2 separate regions of the Gossypium hirsutum genome follow, and region 2 is linked to region 1. The links are chromatin contacts, called in public Hi-C maps. All regions are on one chromosome and are shown on one strand. The core of a region is the stretch at or near the end of the contact, and the rest is flanking DNA. Distances in the headings are between cores, read along the strand shown. Region 1 holds the start of LOC107918013 (aldehyde oxidase GLOX1). Region 2 has its middle 19 kb from the start of LOC107918002.

Region 1 (5,396 bases), core at 2,884-5,383:
TTTTCTGAAATTTAATACCAGCCCTTGGATCCCACTGTACTTTATAAAAGATTTGATCTATAGAAAGAATATTAAAGGCTAGAATAAATTTTGAACATGTGTTTTGCCAGCTATTTAAAAAAAACTAACATAGTTTGTTGGAGGTACTTATTTGTGTAGGGTTGACTAGTATTGGAATCTAAAAGAAATCAGGGGTCAATCAGTACATTGAGCCACTAACAATAGTCATTAGGGAGCAGTGTTTCATAGACGAAGGAAAAGGCAGGTAGGGGAAAAATAATAATGTTTTGCAGAAAATTACTAAAAATATGGAATCAAACATTTAAGATAGCAATCTGCAAACTAAAATAGAAAATGATGTCACTTTGTTTAAGTAATTAATGTACCCAAACATTTAAGATATCCCAAAACGATATATACATTAAATTAAATAAAATCGACGTGTGTTTTTCTAATTTAAAGCATGAAAACACAAAAGAAGATTGAACAGCTCATTCAGGTTCCAATATTCCCAAACATTTTACTTATTCATATCAATCCTGCTACAGCCTGCTTTCCATTTCCACGTCTTACTATCTGTCACCTAAGTTCCGTTACCAATCTAAAATATTGACCCACCATGTGCCTCAATTTCCATACCATCGCCCCAATAAATCTGAGTTTTTCAATTCCATCATGCTATACATGAGTATCCTAGTCTTAGACCGGTTAAACTGTTTTAATATTTTTTTATGAATTATTTAATTAAATTATTTGGATCGGTGAACTAAAGAATCAGAGACTTAATCGATTTAATCACTAGTCTAGTTCTGAAGATTTTATATCTATAGCTCTCTCTTTTTTATATATTTTTTGAATATCTAAAACCCTAATAAATGGAAGAATACTATGTGACATTAACCTACAATAACAAACAATTATAACAATAACAATACCAGTTGAACCAATATTTAATTGATAAATACATGGTGCGGCCTTTGGGCTTGATTTTGAAGCTATATATACTTTAAGGAAATATAGTTAAAAGCAAATGGTACGTACCAATTGGCAAATCCAGAAAACTTCGTCTTTACAGTTGGTGGTTGTGGTTGCAAGCCAAAACAAAACAAAGTGAAAGAACAAAACAGCCACTTTTTGGTTTGGACTAGAAAGATATCAGAATCATTCTTTTGGTTACGTACAACTAAGATGGAATATATTTCCGAATCCAAGCCTCAATTTCTTCAAACACAAGTTAGGCCAAAAACCATAACTAGATAATATATACGTAGTATATAACTTTACGTGTTTAATATTTAATTAATTTTATAATTATTATATTTTTAATTATAATAATTAATGTAGAATAATATTTATTATTTAATTTATTAAATATAATTAAAATATATTAAGGATTATAAATTTATTAATTTCGTCAAAGTAGTTGTTTATTTTTTTTAAGTGATGTTACTTTCGTCCTCATTTTAACGGCATGCAGAACTTAGAGGGAATTGGGATAGCAACAGCACGGGTGGGTCAGATTTTTGTTTGGTCTGACCCGATGTATTACTTATATGCTCCAACTCGACCTGCCTTTAAAAAATAACCTGCCTCGAAAAATGAAAATGTATCCAACCAGCCTCCATATGTAAGACTTGCATTTTCTTTTCTTTTTTTTGACAATTTTCAATTTTTATGTTGTTGTGCATGAAATATTTTTTTTTATTTTTCTTATTAAATTTCATTTTTATATTTTATTTATGCAACACTTTCAAATCATGGGTTAATTACAAAAGATGAAGAAATTATGGAATAGAAAAAATAAAGAAAAAGGTCTGTACTAGAGTAGAATACAGAGGTGGCAACACAAATAAAGGGAATGAGGATGGAAAATTAATATATTGTATACAAGGGTAACTTTGTAATTACCTTGGGATGGTAGGTTTTTTAAATCCGATCTTGATTCGACCCGGACACTATTAAAAAAAAATCCTCTATTCACTTCAAATTTGATTTTAAAATAAAAGAAAAAATTCAATCTTATCAAGTTAAGTCAATTAGTTAGAACCTTTAAATATGATTTCTTTGTTTCTTTTTCTTTTGCCATCTCTAGTTGGATTCAATGCATTAGATTCAAATCCTTATTTTCCGTATAGAATTAATATATTATTTATGTAATGTTAATTATAATTGTAAATATCAATAGAACGCATCTCAATATTTATAATAAGAATCAATTATTATAAAGTATAATCGAATTGATAATTAAAGTACATTTAAATTAAAATTAAAATAAATTTATAAAAAGAAAAACAAAATCCATTAATGTTTGAATACAAAAAGAAATTGAAATCAAACAGAAGGATGGGTAATTCTAAAAAATGAAAAAAGAAAATAGATATATTAGTTAAATGAAAACTACATATGGATTAGAGATTTACGCAGCCAGCTAGGATACGTGATTCAGGTAGCTTTTTTGTAGTGATGTCTGCAAATTTGCAGTATCACGTATGCTTTTGTCATTGTACAAAAAGAGAGAGATGAGAAATTCAACCCAAAGATAACTCTGATTCAATTTAAGTTGCAGGGTAGCCATTAGTTCTTTAGGAAAGTCAATAGGGTCCATCACCTTTTGTAATTTTTCTTTTCACCTTCGAAACACAGTGGATTAGTTAATGCATGATGTAGACTCCAACCCAAACTATAGCCACTGCTCGGACCACTGTCACAGCTCATAATTGGTGGATGGAATCGGCAAAATTTATAACTTTACCGGTCCAGCGTATGCTTAAACAAGAATTTAGTTAGTAGAATATCGATTGATTGTTTTTAAGGGAGTGAGATTCAAATTTGATATATTGTTGATGTATAAATTTCATTGGATTATTATTGATAAAATAATTTAATATGATTTATTAATGGTATATTAAATATTATCTCTAAAATATTTTATATTGAAATTTAAGACATTCTATTAAAAATGTTTCTGATACTTAAAATTGTTCCAATTTTATTTTGATGTTTTTCGAATTTAAAACAAAGAAGCATTGCTTTTTCATGTTTTCCATTGGAAGTCTACAAATGATACGATTTGGACAAAAGCAACGTACAGAAAATATCTATAATTATTTAATTTAAGATCGGAATGAAGGAATTGTTAACCCAAGGATTACTTTAAGATTAATTCAAAAGTTTATCAAATATTTTATATAAAAGAATCACTTAATATACATTTGGTATTTGAATTCGATTTTTTTTAATTTAGTACATAAACTTAATACTTTTTTTTAGTTGGTACTTAATTTTTTGGGGGTTTAATTTGGTACATGAACTTGACTCCTTTTTCTAATTTGGCATTTATTCTATTTTTTTCGATTTGGTATTTGTCAAATGTTTTACAAATTACTCCAATATACTAAAAATATTTTTTTATGTGGTAACAAAAATAATCAATATATTTCCGATATATGACAGATAATATGATATTTTTTTGTATTTTTTATGTTCAATTACTTTTAGTTTTATTTATTTTATTAATTGAAAATAATGAATTCCTTTCAATTTGTGGTTTTAAAATTTTTTTATTTAATATTAATTCATTAAGCATAGCTCAATATCTATTTTTTAACATGAATTTACTCTAATACTGACAATATTTTTATAGCATAGTCAAAAAAAATTTTAACACTATTAGTATTTTACGTAATTTATATAACATTTAATAAATTTAGGTATTAAATTGAACATAAAAAAATTTAGATATCAAATTAGACCTGAAACAAATTTAAATACCAAATTAAAAAATATTAAGTTCATATACCAACCTAAAAAAATCTAATTATAAACTTTTTTTTAAGGCAAAATAAACAACAAAAGGAAAACGATAACCATTTGGACCAATTAACTCGATTAACCTAGCTTTAAGTTAAATGATAATTCCAAGTATAAATCCTATTGACCAATCACTGAATAGACGAAATGAAGAAGAAAAGAGAATATAAATACCAAAGTCAATTTAGTTACCAATTCTAAAATTATATTATCGATTTGCTAATCATTCAAACAATCTCATTTTAAAAAAAAAAAAAACTTGGAACATTCATATCCTAATTTTGAAACCAGAAACTAAACCATCGTTTTCATAAAGACAAACCACTACAAGCATCCCACGCAAGACCACATGGTGTGGGAGTCTCAAATCTCAAAGCCTTCATTGCTTCTCTCACCAAGTCCTTTATAAAAGAGTTCCCAAAGCTGACAAGCAGCCATAATATCATCTGCTAAACATATGGCAGAAATGTCAACCCTTTGTACATTTCTTTTCTCACTTCTACTCTTTGCCTCACATCCCCTTATCCTCCCCACTGCTGCCGACGGCCGGTGGCAGCTGCTACAAAAAAGCATTGGCATCTCATCCATGCACATGCAACTCCTTAAAAATGACCGTGTTGTTATGTATGATAGGACTGATTTCGGCCCATCCACTCTGCCATTGGCAAGTGGGAAATGCCACAATGACCCAACCAACACTGCTGTCCAAGTAGATTGTACGGCGCATTCAGTTGAGTATGATGTTTTGAGCAACAAGTTCAGGGCTCTTACTGTCCAAAGCAACGTTTGGTGTTCTTCAGGCGCCGTCATGCCTGACGGTAAATTGGTCCAAACCGGTGGTTTCAGCGACGGAGAACTTCGGGTCAGGGTTTTCAGCCCATGCGAAAGCTGCGACTGGCACGAAACACCAAATGGATTGGCGGCCAAAAGATGGTATGCTACCAATCATGTCTTGCCAGATGGAAGACAAATTGTTGTCGGCGGCCGAGAACAATTTAATTACGAGTTTGTTCCTAAAAACATAGCCGCCGACACGTTCAAGTTGCATTTCCTGTCGGAAACCAATGAACGAGGAGTAGAGAACAATCTCTACCCTTTTGTTTTTCTCAATGTCGATGGAAACCTGTTCATTTTCGCCAACAATCGAGCTATTTTGCTTGATTATGTGAACAACAAGGTGGTGAAAACTTACCCCAAAATACCAGGTGGGGAGCCAAGAAGCTATCCAAGCACAGGTTCGGCTGTATTGCTACCATTGAAGAACTTGACAGCCGCCACTATTCAAGCTGAAGTTTTAGTTTGTGGCGGTGCTCCAAAAGGATCATTTGTCCAAGCATTACAAGGTAAGTTCGTTAAAGCCTTGAACACTTGCGCCAGGATCTCAATAACCGACCCGAAACCAAAATGGGTCTTGGAAACTATGCCTTTAGCTAGAGTCATGGGTGACATGGTATTGCTTCCAAACGGCAAAGTTTTGGTCATCAACGGAGCACGTTCCGGGTCAGCAGGATGGGACTTAGGAAGGGACCCGGTCTTAAATCCAGTGTTATACATGCCTGATAATGAAATCGAGTCACGATTCAAGA
Region 2 (5,864 bases), core at 543-3,042, 240 kb before region 1:
GTTTTTGCAAAATTTGACTTTTTTCGGTAAATAATAAAAAAATTGACTCATTTCTGTAATTAAATTTTGAAAAGGGCCTTTTTGAGTAAAATGGCCAAAATATTTTATTTTATAATTAAGGTATTTTTATGTATATATTTTATAATACATAAAAATTAATTTTTATAATTATCTCTTTTAATATATTATCTCTTAAATTTGAATTTGAATTCTTTTCATGTAATATAACTAACATATTAATAATTCTTGTTTGTAATTGTTCCAACATTTTAAGAATAAATATAATCGCTATTTTATGGTATCAAATTTTGATAATGATTTTGTGGACATACATTCACATATTTTGCTACTTATAATTTAAAGAATAAGATTTATAGCGGTACTCCGATTTGGATATTATAGACAAAAATGGCCAGCATATAATTAAACTAACTGATTAAACCGATTAAAGAAAACTAGAGGTTTCAAAGTTCTCATCAAAGATGGACTTGCTCGTTGAAGTTTGAAAATTCATCCATATGGGTTTAAACAAAAGTATCTTGTTTAAAAATTGTTGAATTTAATGTTTGAGTTTTAATTCGATTGGTATTGGTATTATTATTAATGTAGGAGGATATGGGTTCGATTCCATTGAAGCGCATTATCCTCCTATTTAAGAATTGGGGAGGGACTATGGGTAATTCTAATTATATCGTATCAAAAATAACAAATATCATAAGATAATAATCTATAATGTTAAAATAATGGGTTCAGCTTAGACTTTAATTTAAGATTATAAAATGTTATATTTTTATTTTCTTTTACGAATTATGTTATTCTAATTATATGAAAATTAAAATTTTATATTATAATGTAAATATTAAAAAAAACTATATAATGGTAATACAAGAAATATATAATTACTAACTATTAAATAAAAATAATGTATATGTGCATGCTTAAACGGACTCAGATTAATCATTTATAAATTTAGATAGATTTGTGCAAAATTTGACACTCATATTAATCACGGTTGGATTTGATCAACTATCTATGATATTGATATCATACATGAACTTAATCCGTTGACACCTTTAATCTCCCTTATTCAAGAGTCTTGATTCATCTCAATCGAGTCTTGAATAGTAAATTTTGTTAATCTAAGTTTCAATCTTATTCGAATTCATATTTAATAATAAAATATTATTCATATTGTTTTAAAGGCCTAAAGGAAAAAAAATCACAAAATAATTAAGAAATAATTTAATCTTCTCTTAGAATCAATTAAGCCATTAATCGAAAGTTAACAATCAATTAAGCTCTTAAAATATATATTTTTTTGTTGAAACACATAACGAATTGTTAAATGTAGAAATGGCAGCTAACGTGGATAAAATAATGATGTGGAGGTTATTGTGGTGTTTGACATGGAAAAATGCTAATGCAGGGGCTTAATTAATTTTTTAAATTATTTTACGAAGGCTTAATTAGTTTTTAGAAAATGTAGAAAAATTATTAAAAAATTATAAAAAGAAATTATATAAAAATAATAAAATGATAAAAGAAATATAATTTATTAAAAATACAAAATTTATAAAAGGAGAAGTAATTTTAAATTTTTTAATAATTTATATAATTTTTCCTATAAGTTTCAATTTTTTTAATAATTCTATAATATTTTAATAAGTTTAAAAAAAATTTATAAACAAATTGATTCTCATTTTTGTTTTCTTTCACACATTGCCCTACATTATACCCCAACCTATCCTTCTCAACTTCCCTCACATCACTTCTCATCAATTAAAACTATTACTCATCACTCACTTTAAACTTCCAAACTACTAGAATCCCTCACTCAGCACCTCACACAATCCCCATCACTATCACACATCAAGCTTCCTATTTTTTTATTACCAAAACCAAAGGCTCCAACCTTCAAAATAACAAAATTATTATTTAATTTTAAATAATTTACCATATATTTAATATATTTATAATTTTACTAAATTTAATATATTTTTATCATATTAATAAATTTTATAACTTATTTCATAGTTTTCTATAAATTTTTAATAAATTATCTATAATTTCTAAAAGTTTTATAATATTTCTATGATTCTTGCATAGTTTTTTCGTAATATATTAATAATAATTATAAATTTAATTATTTTTTTAAATTTTCTATTTTTTTATAATTTTTTACAATTTCTAATATTTATAATGTTTTATTATTTTTCATAATATATTAAAATTATACAAAAATTATAATTTTTTAATTTTTATAGTTTTTAATAATTCTTATAATATTTTAATAATTTTTAGACTTAAATAATTACAAAAATTAATTAAATCTTCACATTAGATTTTTTTTATATATTAAAAGCAATGTCAACTGTCACATAATCATTTTTCCATATCACATGTTGGCTGGTAGCCACCACATCATCCTTAACTGTTTATCAAAGGCTTTGACAGAAACTAAATTCTAAGTGTTCAACTGATTGCTAATTTTTGATTTGGAACTCAATTGATTGTAGTTCTTTATTAACAGATTAATAATTTTTAATTATTTTACGATCACTTTTTTGACATTTAAACTTATTTTAAACAATGAAATGAGTTATCTTACTCTATTCTGTAATCTGTAACATATGTAAAAGCACAAATTTAAAAACTTTTTTGAACTAACGACAATATTCTTTAGTTTCAATTATATTTTTAAATTAATATTTAAAATTATTACTACTATACTTTTTAACAATAAATAACTTGTGATACTTTTATTTACTCTAAAAATAGTTATAATTTCACATAAAATATTTACCATTTTAGCCAATTGGAAGTTAACATGTGGAAGCATATCCACATTGTAATGCCCTAAATTTTTTTATTATTTCGGTTTCTGTAAATTTTTATACAAGCATCTGTCTGCTTCAGTGGCTAAATGTTTTGAGTGTGCGTGAGAGGTCTTGGGTTCAAGTCTCACATTTGGTAATCTTTGTTATCTTTGGATCCAAGCCTTATCCTTATTCAGTGGGCTTATATTAAATTGCTTGTAAATTTATATCAGAATAAGCCTACTGGTTTAAGTGGTAAGGAAGTTTGTGTGTTGGGGGGTCTTAAGTTTGAATCTCTGTGTGAGCGTGGATAATATATTTTTGCTCGATTGTCTGATGGTGTAAAATTAAGGAGGTTATCAGATTGCTGATTCTGTCCAGTTTTAATTCTTTTTCCCAAAATTTTTGTCCCTAACATTTTTTCTCTCTTCCCCTATCTCTCACTTTCTTTTTTTTCCTCTTCTTTAGGTTTCTGCTGTTCTCTTGTTCGTCTGATTGTGACTAAGGTTTTTGGAATCGTTAATCAGTTTGGTAAGTAGTTGGGCGATTGTTATCATTTAGGTTTTCTTTGAATTGTGGTCAATCTTAATGATTAGCCGATAAGTAGAAGTACTCGATGAATTCTGTGGTGTAGGAGAAGATTGTGAGGCAGGAAATTGCTTTTTGACGGCTTGATTTGAGGCGGTGGTCATTTTTGTTTAAGCTGTAAGTCGGTTTTGCATAATTGGATGAATCGTGTTAGGCTTATTTTTTGTTACTAAAAGGTGTTGAACATCCTATTTTAGGTAGTGGTGGTCTCAAGAGTGGTTTTGCAGCAAAAACGAATCAGTTGTGTTCCTGAAACGCAGAAAAATGAGTTTCGACGAAAGCTAAAAAATTGTTCTGTTGACACCGCACGGGCGAGTGGCTGACCGTGTGGATGGCCGTGTACGAGACACTACCGTGTGGGCCATACTGGCTTGGCCAAGTTAGGCGTGTGGGCCCACACGAGTAAGGCCAAGTATGGGCGTGTGGACCCAAAATTCTGAAATTTTTCCTACGGTTGCACGGGTTGTTCCAATCGACCGTAGGCCTATTGTAGGGTCAATAAGGGCTATTTAAACCCTATTTTGAATGTTATGATATTCTGATAGACTGATCCGAGTAGGATACTAAATGTATGCCTGACTGTACTGCCATAGGTATATCTGTTATTTGTATAAAAGTAAGTCGAGCATGTTTAATCTGATAAATCTGTATGTGATTTTCTGTATCTGATTTGGGGTAGGATTTGTATATGAGGAGGATGTATTTTGTTCGGTGTTAATCGCATTTATTCTGGCAGCTTGGCTGCATACTATCTGATATGTGTCTTAATGGCACATCGTGGTGTGTAGGGATGGATAGGTATTTTTAACCCCACATGGTGTAATGGGATGGTCGGAGTTGGTGTGTAGAGGATGAGGTTAGAATTCTGCATATCTAAAACTAAAACTGTTATCTGAATCTAAATCTGAAACTAAATCTGTATCTGTATCTGACTGTGCATGTTATTCTGTGTGTTTGCATGCTTAATTCTGTTGGGTTATACACTGAGTTTTTGTAAACTCACATCTGTTGTCTTTTTTGTCAGGTAATCCACAGACTTAGGCGGATTGTTGCGACGGAGCCTCTTGGTGACCACGAGTTCATAGATTGGTTATGTTTATGATTTTTATTTTAAAGATTATTTCTGGATTTTTGTAATAATTGGACTCTTCAGACTTTTTGACTGATTTACTTTTGGGTTTGGATTTTCGTTTTAGGATTTAACTTGCGACTGATATCTAAAAACTATGATTTATACTAAAACAAAGGTTTTTCTAAAAATATGAACTGATTTCTTGAAATATATCGTTTTTGTAAGCTTCTGCTATTAAACATGTTTTAAGGCTAATTAATTAATTGAATAAACATTTTGACAATGGATAAAGGAAAATATGAGTTTTAAAACTGAAATGGTTTTAACGTGTAGTGTTCGATATTAAAACCCATTCTTTATGACATTTCCGGATTCGACCATATCGTCTAGGTCAGGTTTGGGGTGTTACATTTAGTGGTATCAGAGTTAGGTTGTAAAACTTGACTGTGAATTTTGGGCTCCAAAATTATATTTCAAAAAGAATTGATTTTGAAATAATTTAAATAATTTGAACAATTTGAGAAAGTATATGGTACACTGAGTCTCCGGCGTCGATCCTGTAAGTATTTCTGAAACTTAGTTAAAACTTTTCTAAAACACTGTAGATAGTACATTCTGAAACTGTACTGAGTAGTTAAAGATGGAAACCTTTGGAAACAATTCTGAACTTCTGATAATTTATGCATAAAAGGTCTGCTAATAATACTGGAACTGATGCATAAAATTTTTAATATAGATAAAACTCAAAATATATAATGAGCGCTCGTAGAACTCGCGGACTTGACATTCGAGGCCGTAGGGGGCTCAAGCTAAGTTTTCTTCTCTGGGTAGTATGCCGAACTTAGATATGAGTGAGACACTAGTTTCGCTTGCTACTGAGATTGGGTCTCAAAATTGCTCGGATGGGGATGACGCACTGTCCTAAGCCATGTTGAGGATTTTGAGAGGGTCGCTGGACCTCATTATGGAGCTGGGGGCCGAGGTTCGATAATTGAACGACTTCGGTCTAATGGTGTTGAATTGTTTAAGGGTGTCACTAGAGTCACCCCTAATGTGGCCGAGTATTGGTTGGAGGCCACCAAGAGGATCATGAACGATTTAGACTGTACTCCTGAGCAAAAATTTAAAGGTGCAGTTTTCTTACTTCGTGACGAGGCATACCAGTAGTAGTTAATAGTTGAGGAGGGTACTCAGCCTGATTGTCTGAACTAGGATTTCTTTAAGACCACCTTCCAGAGTAAGTACGTGGGGGCGAGCTATGTGGATACTCGTAGGCGTGATTTCATGAATCTCATGCAAGGCGATAGATCTATGGCTGAGTATGAAGCTGAGTTTCTGAGGCTGAGCCGCTATGCTCGAGGCATGGTGGTGCCTGAGTATGAGAGGTG

What was found. Hi-C and Micro-C count contacts between places; a contact is called where the count stands out from the background.
Region 2: a contact with region 1 is called in a Hi-C map of leaf, with 2.9 times the contacts expected there. The contact joins the enhancer-like site here to the promoter of LOC107918013 in region 1. A contact is called at or near these places in 2 of 34 Hi-C or Micro-C datasets (both in leaf).

Annotation. Positions count from the first base shown.
Region 1 is chrA01:23,027,220-23,032,615 of Gossypium_hirsutum_v2.1, reverse strand. It overlaps LOC107918013 (aldehyde oxidase GLOX1), which reads left to right and starts at 4,133. Exons shown (of 2, transcript XM_041111670.1): 1 at 4,133-5,396. The coding sequence starts at 4,268.
Region 2 is chrA01:23,265,574-23,271,437 of Gossypium_hirsutum_v2.1, reverse strand. No RefSeq gene overlaps it. Among protein-coding and RNA genes, the nearest start is that of LOC107918002, 19 kb to the left of the region's middle. Within about 2 kb of position 1,792, at least 1 of the 9 cell types and tissues checked has an H3K27ac peak or open chromatin away from gene starts, as enhancers often do. A contact at or near this core is called in leaf, where this site is marked.